Linked DNA regions of Mus musculus: region 1 is linked to region 2. The links are chromatin contacts, called in public Hi-C maps. All regions are on one chromosome and are shown on one strand. The core of a region is the stretch at or near the end of the contact, and the rest is flanking DNA. Distances in the headings are between cores, read along the strand shown. Region 1 overlaps Derl1 (Der1-like domain family, member 1). Region 2 overlaps Zhx2 (zinc fingers and homeoboxes 2).

Region 1 (5,860 bases), core at 1,284-3,783, 170 kb before region 2:
TCTTTGAGATAAAAAGTTGCTCTCTTTATCTGTGGGTTCTGTGTCATGAGTCAGCTGCCTGAAACATTTGGAATAGCTGGAAAATAAGTCTACTGAACTTGTACAGTTTCCTCCTTGTCATTACTTATTAAACAACACATTGTAGCAACTGGTGGTACACAATTTACATTGTAAAAGGGACCATAGGGAATGTGATCTATCTTACAGTATAGGTCAGAATATCTAGGTTCTATGCAAATATTATACCATTTTATCTAAGGATTGTGGATATTTGTAGGTTTTAGTATACAGGGAAGCTCTCAGCTCCCATCTTCCATGGATTCCAGTGGAGGATGTTAATCTTACATCCCATCTAGCTTCCTCATTTGAGTTTAAATTCAGTTAATACGTTTGTAGAATTGTGCAGCCATTATCATAATCCATTTACAACATTTCTTTGCCTCTAAAGTCTATATCTGTTAGTATTGCCCATTTCCTTCAATCCATCTTCCATGCAAGCCATAGGAAACTTCTGTTCCCTTTCTGCTTTTTAGAGTCGCCTGTACTAGTAATTTCTTGTAATAATTGTGATAGGATCATACCATCTGTGATCTTTTGTGACTGTTTCTTTTACTTAGTGTCATTTTAAGGTTCTCCTACGTAGCATGTAGATGTAGTTCATCCCTCATTGTTGTCAGTTATATAGATAATGTTGATGGGCCCTTGGTTTAATCCATTTCGTGGCTGCCGTGACTAGTGCTGCTGTGAGCATTGCCGTAGAGAGGAGTCGTCCACGCTATCCTGCTTAGTCCTCTGTTTTGCAGATAGGTGCTCCTATGTCCCAAAGGTCACACTTTTTGTTTTAAAGAAGTGATGTTAAATGTCTTCAGTATTATTTTTAAAGTATTTTTCTCTGTAGAGGCTACTTTGTTCCCCAGTTCTAAAGCCTGATGTTTGCCTTGTGTTTGTTTCCAGGAGCTTTTGACGGGAGGCCAGCAGACTATTTATTCATGCTTCTCTTTAACTGGATCTGCATCGTTGTATCCTTCAGGGCTGCTCAGGCCATAATGAACTCCCTACTTCCCTTTTAAGGTTTTGGGAAATAGTATTCTAAAAACGATTTAAATCAGTTTTGATACCTTTTAAAAACTATAGTTAATAATGAGAATATCAGGTTCTGTCTTTGAAGCCAGGGTAAATCCCATGTTTTGGAGATGCCTTCTCTCACTGGAGTCTCTGGGATTTTTATCCATATTCAGTGGAATTTTATTGCTGTCTCCTTGAGCCCAGTTCTCTGTGTTCCCTGGGATGACAGTTTGTTGACTGAAGCACAGATATTCCATGCCAGCCACAAGACAGCTTTCTGGTTCTTTCCAGAAATTAATTTACAGCCAGCATCATTTCATGACTTCGTTGCTGTCCATCTTTTGGTCCTAAATAACAATCTAGTCCATAAAGCACCCCCCTCTGGGCATGGTCTATCTCTGTGTGAGGCACTATTGATAAGCAAACAGTTGGACCTGACGACTGTTTAAAGTTGATCAAGAGCCAGAAACATAAAGGCCTGGAATACTCCCTCTCCTTTAAGAGAATGGAGAAAAAAAAAAAAAAAAAAAAAAGCTGTCCCTGAGTGTAAGCATTTGTTTCAAATGCACAGATCTGTCTATCCTGTAGTTGAATGCTAAATAGTAAAATAGTAGTAGGGTGTAGAAGAAGATACCAGGTGAGCAGGTCATGGTGAGGCTGTTCATTTCCATGTCTCCTGCTCTACTGACTGTACTGGCGAGTGGATATTTCTGCAGTGATCAGAACTTTTGTGTGTTCCTATATCTTGAGTAATCTGATAGTTAGAAAGTGTTTTCCTTTGGAACAGTGTAGTGACGTTCACTGGAGAGAAATGAGCAGCTCAGCCTTGGTATCTATAGAATACTTTCTGCATATGATCCTTGACTTTACAAACCAAGATTACTGGCTTAGCAATGGATATGCAGGTAAGACTTTCAACTATTTGCCCTTCTGTATGTTTCAGAAGTTGGGATTACATTGAATGCATAGAATGAGAACTGATTATACTGTTAGCTAAGCCTTTGAGGCTCTTGTAGGCATATCTAACCATTGGCTTCCTTGTTCATTTCTGGCTTATGCTTGAATGCTCAGAGTAATGGTTATGCAGTATTTCCTGGGTGTGTGTGGGGTTATGTATTCATTGAAAATAGATTAGATAGTTAAGGAAAATATTTTTTTCCTTCAAATAACAGCTTGAACTGATGTTTCTGAGTTCATGTATTGATCATAGATTTTTATGGCATTCATTGTATGATAAATAATGCGGTTAGTTTGTGATTGTGACATTAGGGTTTCCTGTGCAGTTTGGGAGGTGGGCAGGATAGGCAGGCAGTCACATTAAGCCTTGTTTCGTGCCTGTGGCGCTGAGCTTCCTGTCCTGACTTCCTTTGCAGCTGCTGATGATCCCTCTGATCATGTCAGTGCTCTACGTCTGGGCCCAGCTGAACAGAGACCTGATCGTGTCGTTCTGGTTCGGAACGCGATTTAAGGTAGTTTACCTCTGAGGAATATATAGCTCAGTGGAACTTAGTCTGTGGTAATCTTGCCTGAGCTCAGATGTGTACCTTCTGACACTTCCAGAAGGGGTCGCTGCAGAGTAGTGTACCACAGGCAGGCGTCTGCCTCCCCCTCCTCAGTCCTGCTCCTAGCATCCCAGCATCCCTTGCTGTTGTTACTTCCAAACCCTCTAAGCCTCTTCAGGGATATGCCCCTCAGTGATCGTGTGTGTGTGTGTGTGTGTGTGTGTGTGTGTGTGTGTGTGTGTGTGTGTGTGTGTGTGTGTGTGTGGAGAGAGAGAGGGGTCGAGCACACAAGAGGGATTACAAGAGAGACAACATGCAGAAACCCGCGATTTCTAATCTTTTTGTCACTCCTGCACTTCCTATTAGGTGCCACATACTGTACCTAGAATAGCACCCCCTATGTTCCTGGAGTTTGCTGTTTTCTACCTGTAACGACGACCTGTAATTATAGAACTGAATGTTGCTTGAGCTCCTGGCTGGAGTTAGACTTGTCTAGTCTGCGGGCTACTACTTACCCCAGTTAGACTCATAACTATTTTTAAGCTCCCTTTTACTAGTTTCTGAAGTTCCATTGAAGTTCACTCAGCTTAAGTTTGGTCTAGGGTGTCAGATCTGGAACCCTAATATCTTGTTGGGAGACTGTTAGTTCAGGACATTCACACACAATGTTAGATAAAAATTCAAGTTAATTACTTATAACAATCGCTTTTGAAGTCTTCCAGTGGTTCTGTTTGGGGTGTTTTTACTGTCATCCATAAGATACTTGTTAGTTTCCTTGTGAATATTAACTTAGTAGGACAAATAAGTTTAGTTTTAGATAGGAAGATGTAAGTGCAGTAGGGCCGGCCTTAGATTTGAGAAATTTTGTAGTGACCTAGTGATTTCTGTAAAGCCCTGGTCACTACTTTCTCCCCATTTTCAGTTCCCCAGGTGCCATGTGTTTTCAGACTCGGCTGTTCACATCTGTGTCCTCTTTCCTAGGCCTGTTACTTACCTTGGGTTATCCTTGGATTCAACTATATCATTGGAGGCTCGTAAGTAATGTTAGATTTATTTATCTGGAGACTAATCCTTGGGAAACTTGATTCATTTTTATTTTCCTTTCTTAGGCTTTTAAAGACTTTAAAGACTGAGTGTTGATATGTTAGAACCTTAGAGAGAAAGGTGTTTGGATATAATTGGTTGCACTACAGGATGTAAGCACCTTTGACATTGGATGGCTATCATTTTGTTAGCTTGTCACTAGACACATTGTGTTTCTAGACCTATTTGTTTGAATAAATATATGCCTGTCTGGATTCAGTATCCATACTGGGCAAATACAGAACTTACTTGCCTTGGTTTGTCTTCGGATCTTATCTGGAAGATTACTGCTTGTTTTCAGACACTCCCAGAATGCCTTGGAAATGGCTACTGCCATAGAAATGGAGATTTCTAGATGAGAAGTACCTCTGTACATGGTTTGATGGTGTAGAACTTTGTTAGGCAGGGTCAAATTTCTCCTCCGTTGGTCTGGAGTTGGTACTGAGATGTAGGAAACCCTTTCATGTTTCCAGTCTTAAGTTTAGAGAGGGACCTTTTAGAAGGAGCTGTCTGGGGAGACCACACAGTGGTTAAGAGCAGAGATTGCTCTTGCAGAGGATCTAAGTTTGGTTCCCAGCACGCATGGTGGGCAGCGCACAACTGCCTGTAACCTTAGCTCCAGGGGTCTCTGATATCTCCAGCCCCTCTGTGCTTGTGCCCATGCTGTGTATACACATAGGCATGCACAACAGTTACAGATATGTATTTTAAATCTTTAAGAATGAGAAGAGCCTTCCTCTGCATGATAGGTGGCACACACCTTTAATTGCAGCACTTGGGAAGCAGAGGCAGGTGGGCCAGCCAGGGTTACATAGCTAAACCCTATCTCGAATAAACCAAACCCAAAACAAAACCCAAGGTAGAGATTTTAAGAGCTCTCATTTCTTTCTTACCAATTTTTCAAGAGTTAGTAGATTGCAAAAGTCCTAACCCTTCTTAGAGCCTGATGTATTGGAGCTAGATGGTCCTTACTACTCCTGTGTATTTCCAGAGAGAAGTGAGTGGCCTGAAGAGAAGGACATTGTAGAGCTTAGCACCTTTTGACATTGGTCAGCCTCTCTCGGCTCCCCTACTACTCGGGCAGAGTGTGGGAAGTTGCAGGTGTTCGTTTGCTCCGGCAAGAATCACGTGGGTAAAGATGGAAGAAGGATATGTAAATAGCAGCCGTGGCTGCTGCAGGTGCCTGTGTGAGCCTGGGAGACCTGAAGAGTCAGTACTGACTTTAGGATGCAGGGCAAGGCTCAGCAGTCCTAAGTGATCTCTGTGTGTCTCATCTCACTGACAGCGATGCAAGAGAGATGCAAACCACAGCTCCAGAAATGTGGGAGCAGTGGTTGCTGTCCATCTTCCTCCCTCCCATGCTCTTCTCTTGGTAGTCTGCGTATTTGTCTGTTTTACAAACATCGTGTGTGTAGGCAAGAGCTCAGAAACTCACTCGCGTTGCGCCTGCCCCACCTCCTGAGACATACTGGAATAAAACTAATGTTTTGAGGATGGACTGGGGTCTTGGAAGAGATGTATGTCAGAGGTGCTTTGGGCCTGGAAGCTGTGGGCCTCATTCGTTCTTCAGCCCTGATTTCCCTCTCCCTCAGAATACGTTTGTCCCTCACTATAAAAGGGCCCATTGTAGAGCTGTCGCCGACTCCCGGGGACGGTAATGGACGACAGTGAACACGACTCTTTCCCATGCTCTTGGCTCCAGCTTGCTGCAGCTCACTGTGTTGCCTGGGTGTCTTTGCACTGACTTGCCTCTCTTTGCAGGGTGATCAATGAGCTCATTGGAAACCTTGTCGGCCATCTTTATTTCTTCCTGATGTTCAGATACCCAATGGACTTGGGAGGAAGGAATTTTCTGTCCACACCTCAGTTTTTGTAAGTTTTCTCTTCTCTTGTTGAACATTGTGTTGTCCTGTGGTTTCAGGTATCCCAACAGGAGACATTTTCATGAGGAGACACTTCACTGCCCTCTCTAAGCGAGAAAGAAATTCGAGCCAATAAAGTTCTTACTGTGGTCACAGTCAGGAAACCAGGGATTCATGCCACAGCTTAGTCCCTTTCATAACATCTGGGTAAAGATCACTGACTGGGTTAAGCCGTTACAAAGATCACCTATGCTGAGCAGGTCGAGTTATTTGGTGCTACTTTAGAGTGCCAACAGTAGGCTGGGGGACAAGTGTCATAAAGGATAACACTGCTTTTTTTTTTTTTTT
Region 2 (6,401 bases), core at 2,092-4,591:
CATTATAGAAAGACCTCTTGGTGAAAGGGGTTGTGATTGTACTATTACTGTTGGTGCTGCCGTCTCTCACCCTGACCTTTCTTATCTTCAGATATAGCTGTGTGGCCCTCACATGAAAGAAGAGTTGGGCAAAAATAGACCAGTAGTGTCTTACAAGTATTTAAAATTGGAATTATAAGCCCCATTATATGATGAGTAAATGAACTGGAAAAAGGTAAGGGACCTGTCTGGAGGGTCAGGGTGGCTGATGCAAGAAATCAGTCGATGCTGCCATTAACCTTGGACCCTACATATATCATTATCGCTGTGATCTTAACCCTCACTGTGGCCATCCCATGTCCCCTCCATGGATCCTTGGCCCCACAAGCAGGAGCCTTAAGCCCTTCACTTCAAGGGCAAGGTCACCACTAAATGTCTCACACATCAATATTTTGTTCTCTCTACCTATAACCCCTGATTGTAATGCTTCTGCTTTCCTTCGCATGCAGTGTAGAATTCTGAATGAATGTTAAAAAAAAAAGGATTCCCTCAATCAACAGATATATAGTTTTCAAAACCCTTAGGAACAAATGGTTTATTTTCTCCATTAGCAGAAGCTTAAAGGGATAATACTTTCAATTATATTATTCAGTAACAACGCTATTTAGGGCCTGAGTGATGGTCTGATTTGTAGTTAATAGGTCAGTAGCTCACTCACTGGAAAATCTCTGAGTCTGCCCACGAGGAGTCAGGCCTTGCTCCATCTCTGATGATCTAACAGGGACAGCACGAGCAGCTCCCTGGCAGGCTGCTCCGGGTCAGATCCCCCTGCAGACCCACGGCCCGCCTGCTTTACCCTCTGTGCCACCATCTTCATCACTACAGCAACCTCTCTCCATCTCCTGCTGAGCTCTGACAGTGGGAAGAAGGAAAGAGAGATGAAAGTCAAAGGTCCAAGTCATCGGGTAGAGATCCCAGCTCTCCTTCGCCACTGTGAGACCAGAGCGAAAGACAGTCCTGAGCCTCAGGCTTCCAGCCTGCAGAATGGGGCAAGGGCAACCCTCACCGTGAATATAGCTTGCATGTCTCAGTGTATCTAGCAGGGTGTCTGGCTGGCCTCATTAGGCATGGGTCAATATTGGCCGGTATACCAGCTCTTAAATGGGACAGTCTTTCTCCCAAGTCCCAGGCCAATCCCACTCTGGCTCCTTCAGGCAGAACTTCCAGCCTTGTCATCTAGTTCTTGTCTAGTTCTTGGGCTTTTTGTTTTGTTCTGTGGTTTTGTTGTTGTTTTGTTTTTGTTTTTTCTTTTTGCTCTTGCAGATCCTGTTTAATCCTGCCTGTCTATAAAGCAGTTCATAAACTCTCTTGGCATTGTGTATGGCACTTCTTTCTTGGATACCTGACTCAGCTGCCTCTACAGTACTCCATGGTGTAGGCAGTGTTTATGAGTTTTTTCTAATGTGTGCTTGTAATAAAGCCTGTTTGTGTCCATTTCCACAGATGGGAAAACAGAGGTATAAAGGCCAATGGAACACTATAATTAAGGAAGGATCATAATATTTTGTGAGACAACCCTGAGAAGTGTGGTCTTCTGTGGTGCCCAGTTTTACAACAGGATTTAGTTCTAGCTGTCCGGCACAGTGACTTGCTTGTCTGGACTACCTTCTCTTATTGGACTTTCTCCGTGCTGGCCACCAGTGGTCCTCCCCTTATCAAAGAACTGTTTTAGGACAGTCTTTGCCTTGGGGTCTGCTCCTAAGAAGCCTGAATCCAGACAATCATGGTATCAGAGCACAGAAGAGCTTGGGGTAACTTTCTTGGTTGGGGTAGGGTTTCTCTTTGTAGCATCTGCCTTGCTCATGGGGACCCACAAGCCTCCCATCCAGTCTCACCTCTGCACATGGCACGAAGTGATGCAAAGAGTGAATGATTTTCAAGAGGCAGACCTGGCTTTGCATCAGGTGACTCTGGGGGGCATTAGGTAACTCCCTGGAGCCTAGTTTTCTCCCCTGGGAAATGGCAGCAGCACCTACTGTGAAGAACTGTGTGGATTAGCAAGTGTGAAAATATGAGCGGAACACCTTCCACAGGGGTGCAGGGTGTCTGGTGCCTGTTGGGGGCAACCAGCTTGCTTTGCATTCTAACTGCCATCTGCACCTGGCACCTAGACACGGGAGGCTCCTAGGGTCACACTCTCCATGTCTTCCCACTCTAGGCTTTGCTCCTGCTCCTGGCACAGCAGCAAAGACTTGATGTTTGTTGGATGAGTAACAAAAATGAAAGACTCCCTCCAGAGAACCCACCCATGAGTGATGATGGAGTTTCTGGAACATTCCTTCACTGCTCAGTCTTAGTCTCGAGTCCCTACAGGGATGCAAGCATTGTTCTAATTGCTGACAATGCAGTGGCAACCAAAGCCCACTACGCGTCCTTCTCTGGGGTGGCTTACTATCCAGGGGGGATCAGAGAGCCTACAGGAAGGCCTCCAGACTGATTTGGGACACTTTTCGAAGAGTTTCCACACCCAAGAGAGTCAGGTTTAATGATTAAGGTATGGTCAGGTATGAAAGGGGTTTCTAGAAACTTCTTAGGTGAGTGCAGTGTGCTGCCAGGTAGAGAACTATTGGGCCAAGGGAAAAATAAGGACCATTACAGAGAGTGGAGAGGGATGGGAAGACAGAAAGGGGAGTAATTTGGACCCGGGGTCTTAGTGGGACGTTTTCACACTTCCAGGGGGCTAGACACAATCTGGAGTTTCTGGGGGAAAGTGAAGAGGCTAGGGCACCGCTCCTAAACACCAGCTCACAGCCGAGGCCTAGGACAACTCCAGAACAAAGACCCATCCAAGCCAAGCAGTCCTGGGCTTGGGTATGGGTTATAGGATAGATGAACATGACTTAGGGACCAGTTAGAGAGCATCCTGTTTGGGGGAGAGCTGAGACTTGGATGTCACAGTAGAGAAAGCTCCAGCAAAAACCTGTGAAGGAAGGGGAAAATCCCTGTCTCTCAAGTGGGAACCCTCAGCAAAAAGATGATGCCCCACCTGCCCGCCTAAGAGAGGGGCTACACTTGTGCTGGCCATAGTCTTTTGGGACTGTCTGGGGCTGGAAAGAGAGAAGGTTGGAGTTACTACGCTGTTTTTAGTTTTCTATCTTCACTTCCTTCCCAGTCTCGCAGCAGGAGTGGGGTCAAGAGGGTGGGGGTCATTTATATATCCTCAATATCATCTTCTGACTCAGCTCCCCTGTAGTTACCACCCCTTGATCCCCAAGAGTTCTGACTCCAGGAGTGGCGGAGTTCTCCAGAGAGATAGCCTGCTACTCTCCTCTAGCCCTGGAAAAAATGACTTCCTGAGAGAAACTGGGATCCACGGGGCAGTAAATACACATTGCATTCCAGAAGGGGAGGAGGGAGGGCCCTGTGGCCAGCTCCTCAGTACGCATGCGCCCTCCCCTTACAGTGACCCACTCACTTTTCCATCCAGGCTCTGGGACTGAGAACTTGCCAGCCTTTTCTTTCCTCTCCACCCCCTGCCACCCTTTCTTTTTCCCTTTCTAGCACCTTCTCCTTAAATCGGTTACAGACAGTGCTCTGGAACGCACTGGCTTGGACCTGCAGAAGGCATGCAAGGCAGTTGGCTTGCTCAGCACTGTGCAGGCTTTCCAAGGAACCGTCAGGACAGATTCGGCTCCACAGGAACAGTTTAGGTGGCAAGTCAAGTTCTCTTACAAGAATTCCAGAAAGGCTTAAGTCAACTGGTTACTCCCAAGAACTTGGGAGCCAATGGACTTCTGATAGGCTAGTCCCACCTGCAGATGCCTGTCAGTTTGAACTGGGCAGAGCCAGCCCGATGGGTAGCCCACTGAGAAACAGGATTCAGAGCCCAGAAGGCAGGTGGGGGAAACTTAGGCCACGGAGGGGTGAATGACTAGCTCAAAGACAGCAGCAGGATGGAGGAGTTGGCTTCCGCTCTCCCAAGCCCTGCCTGTTCATGAACTTCTCTCGGGCTGTGTGCTCCATAGTAGAAAGTTCCACGACAGCATATCCAAACAGAGAGAGGGTGGGCCATTAGCTACAATCCTACTTCAAACAACGCATTTTGGGGACGGTGAGAGGATACAGTAAATATTTGTGTCTCTTAAGATCCTGAATTTACTTTCTGAAATAAAAACACCCATCATGTTCCCCAGACTCCCCCCCCCCCAATTTAATAAAATAAACTCCATATCAAAATATTGCTCATTAGAAAAGCTGTCAATCTCAACCTATAAAATTCATCTCGTCTTTACAAAAGGAGTCATCATGGGAGAGGTGCAGGAATATGTTGACTTAAGTAACTATCCTATTAAAAATGATAATTTGCCCAATAGGTCCTGAGACTTTTATTACATATATCCAAAATGAATAGATAATTAGCAATAATGAGCCCCTGACTGATAACCTAGGATTTGGGGTGCTTTACAGATTTGCTATTAAACAAGCCTCCAAATGCTATACAAATGTATAGCTTTTTCCATTTGCCAAAAGTCGGGACGGACAGAGTGAGGCGTCTACAAATGGGAACTCCACAAAGCAGACCACCAGGTTGCATGTGTGTCTGCGGATGCCAAGGTTGTGCAGAGAGTCCAAGCAATGTCCTAGCAGTGTGTGCACCTGTCTACATGTGCAGAGTAATTCCAGATGTGGGCTTGATTTTGCTTGCATGTCTTCCAGGCAAGCCCCCAACATGCATCGGAAATGAGGAAAATTCTCTCTGTTCTTGCCTGCCTCCCTCCCTTCTCTCCTTTCCCCCACTCTCCCTCCCTCCCTCCCTCCCTCTCTGTCTTCTCCCGGGAAAAGACTTGGCTTGTAAATGACCACCCGCTACTCTCATGATTAACTCCAGCATTGCCTTTGGGGTTACCAACAGCACAGGGTACAAAGATGTCTCATCTGTTGCCAGGACAAATCACCAGTGTGCCAAGTCTCCAACTGCTTATATCTCAGATAAGGGTCACTGTGGGTCCATCAGCATTGAGAAATTCCATGAATATGCACTAAGCGCCCACCTTGCGGAAAGGGTGGCCACTGCAGCCTGGGGGCTTGGCTGTGCTGTCTGGGACTGAAGAGGCCAAGGGTTACAGGCAGGTCACCAGATGCCTTAGGGATGATTACCAGAGCAGAAGAGCTGGGGCCACCAGGATTCTGGCTATGGCTGCTGCGTAGATATAGGACAGAGGAAGGGACATGGGCTGAGATGGAAGGGATATAATGATGACCTGCTTCTTTGGCTCTCAGGAACAAAGTCTGTAGGGCAGACTGTTTCCAGCTGTACCACCTGTAGGAGGAAGCAAATGCATTCTCTGCTCTCGAATGCTGCTTCAGATACCTGCTACTCCTTCAGAGGAAAGGTGCTGGGGGCAGGCAGACAGAACTCTCTTAGATTCTCAGGAACAAGACTGCTTCCCACACCCGAGGATGCAATCACACTGTCTAAGCTTGCCAGCGAGAGAGGCCCAGACCAGAGGTGCCTTTCCTGGCTTCCCAGGGGGCTGATGACCTCTCAAGTTCTCTGATTCTGCTGCGTAATTAAACCAGTCCCATTAGCTGGGCAGCATGTTTTACTATTTAAACCATGTGATAAAAAAAATCCATGGACTTTAGGCTGGGGAGATGGCTCAACTGGCAGAGTGCGGGTACAAGCACCTGGGTTCGGATCTCCAGACCATGTAAGAGGCCAAGGGTGGAGGAACACGCTACGGCCCAGTAATGGGTGGGGCAGAGCACTGGCTAGCCAGCTTAGTCAAATTGATGATCTATTAATAATTCCTTGTCTTGGGCGGGTGAGATGGCTCAGCAGTTAAGAGCGCCGACTGCTCTTCCAAAGGTCCTGAGTTCAAATCCCAGCAACCACATGGTGGCTCACAACCATCCATAACAAAAATCTGATGCCCTCTTCTGGAGTGTCTGAAGACAGCTACAGTGTACACATATATAATAAATAAATAAATAAATAAATAAATCTTTAAAAAAAATTCCTTGTCTCAAATAATAAAGGAAGTAATTAAGAAAAGACTCCTAATACTGACTTTAGGTCTCCAAAGCATGGGCACCTATACACACTCAGACTAACAAGTGCATGCCACACACACACACACACACACACACACACACTTATTTATAGCCTATGTTGACCTAGAATTCATTATGTAGCTCAGGATGTCCCAAATAATAATTAATAACACATTTCTTTTTTCTTTCCTAGTCTCTTTCCTATCCATCGTTTTAAATAATTATCTTTTTCTTTTGGTTCTTTATTTCTTTCCTTTTTATTTTCAAGTCAGGGTTCTTTGTGTTGCCCTGGCTGTCCTGGAACTCACTCTGTAGGCCTCAAACTCTGCCTGCTGCCTACACCACTACCACCAGGCTAAACATCTGTC

What was found. A called contact is a pair of places that touch in the nucleus more often than the background predicts.
Region 1: a Hi-C map of muscle stem cells shows a contact between it and region 2, with 1.8 times the contacts expected there. A contact is called at or near these places in 3 of 39 promoter capture datasets (embryonic stem cells, liver and second pharyngeal arch cranial neural crest), 35 of 484 Hi-C or Micro-C datasets (B cells, DN3 thymocytes, LSK cells and 17 more) and 12 of 130 datasets of targeted methods (the HPC-7 cell line, the NIH/3T3 cell line, PVALB interneurons and 8 more).

Annotation. Positions count from the first base shown.
Region 1 is chr15:57,875,159-57,881,018 of GRCm38.p6, reverse strand. Derl1 (Der1-like domain family, member 1) reads left to right here. Exons shown (of 8, transcript NM_024207.4): 3 at 955-1,019; 4 at 1,944-1,970; 5 at 2,439-2,534; 6 at 3,549-3,601; 7 at 5,412-5,522. Among named protein-coding and RNA genes, the nearest start is that of Derl1, 14 kb to the left of the region's middle.
Region 2 is chr15:57,709,536-57,715,936 of GRCm38.p6, reverse strand. The region is part of intron 1 of Zhx2 (zinc fingers and homeoboxes 2); the gene reads right to left. Among named protein-coding and RNA genes, the nearest start is that of Zhx2, 18 kb to the right of the region's middle.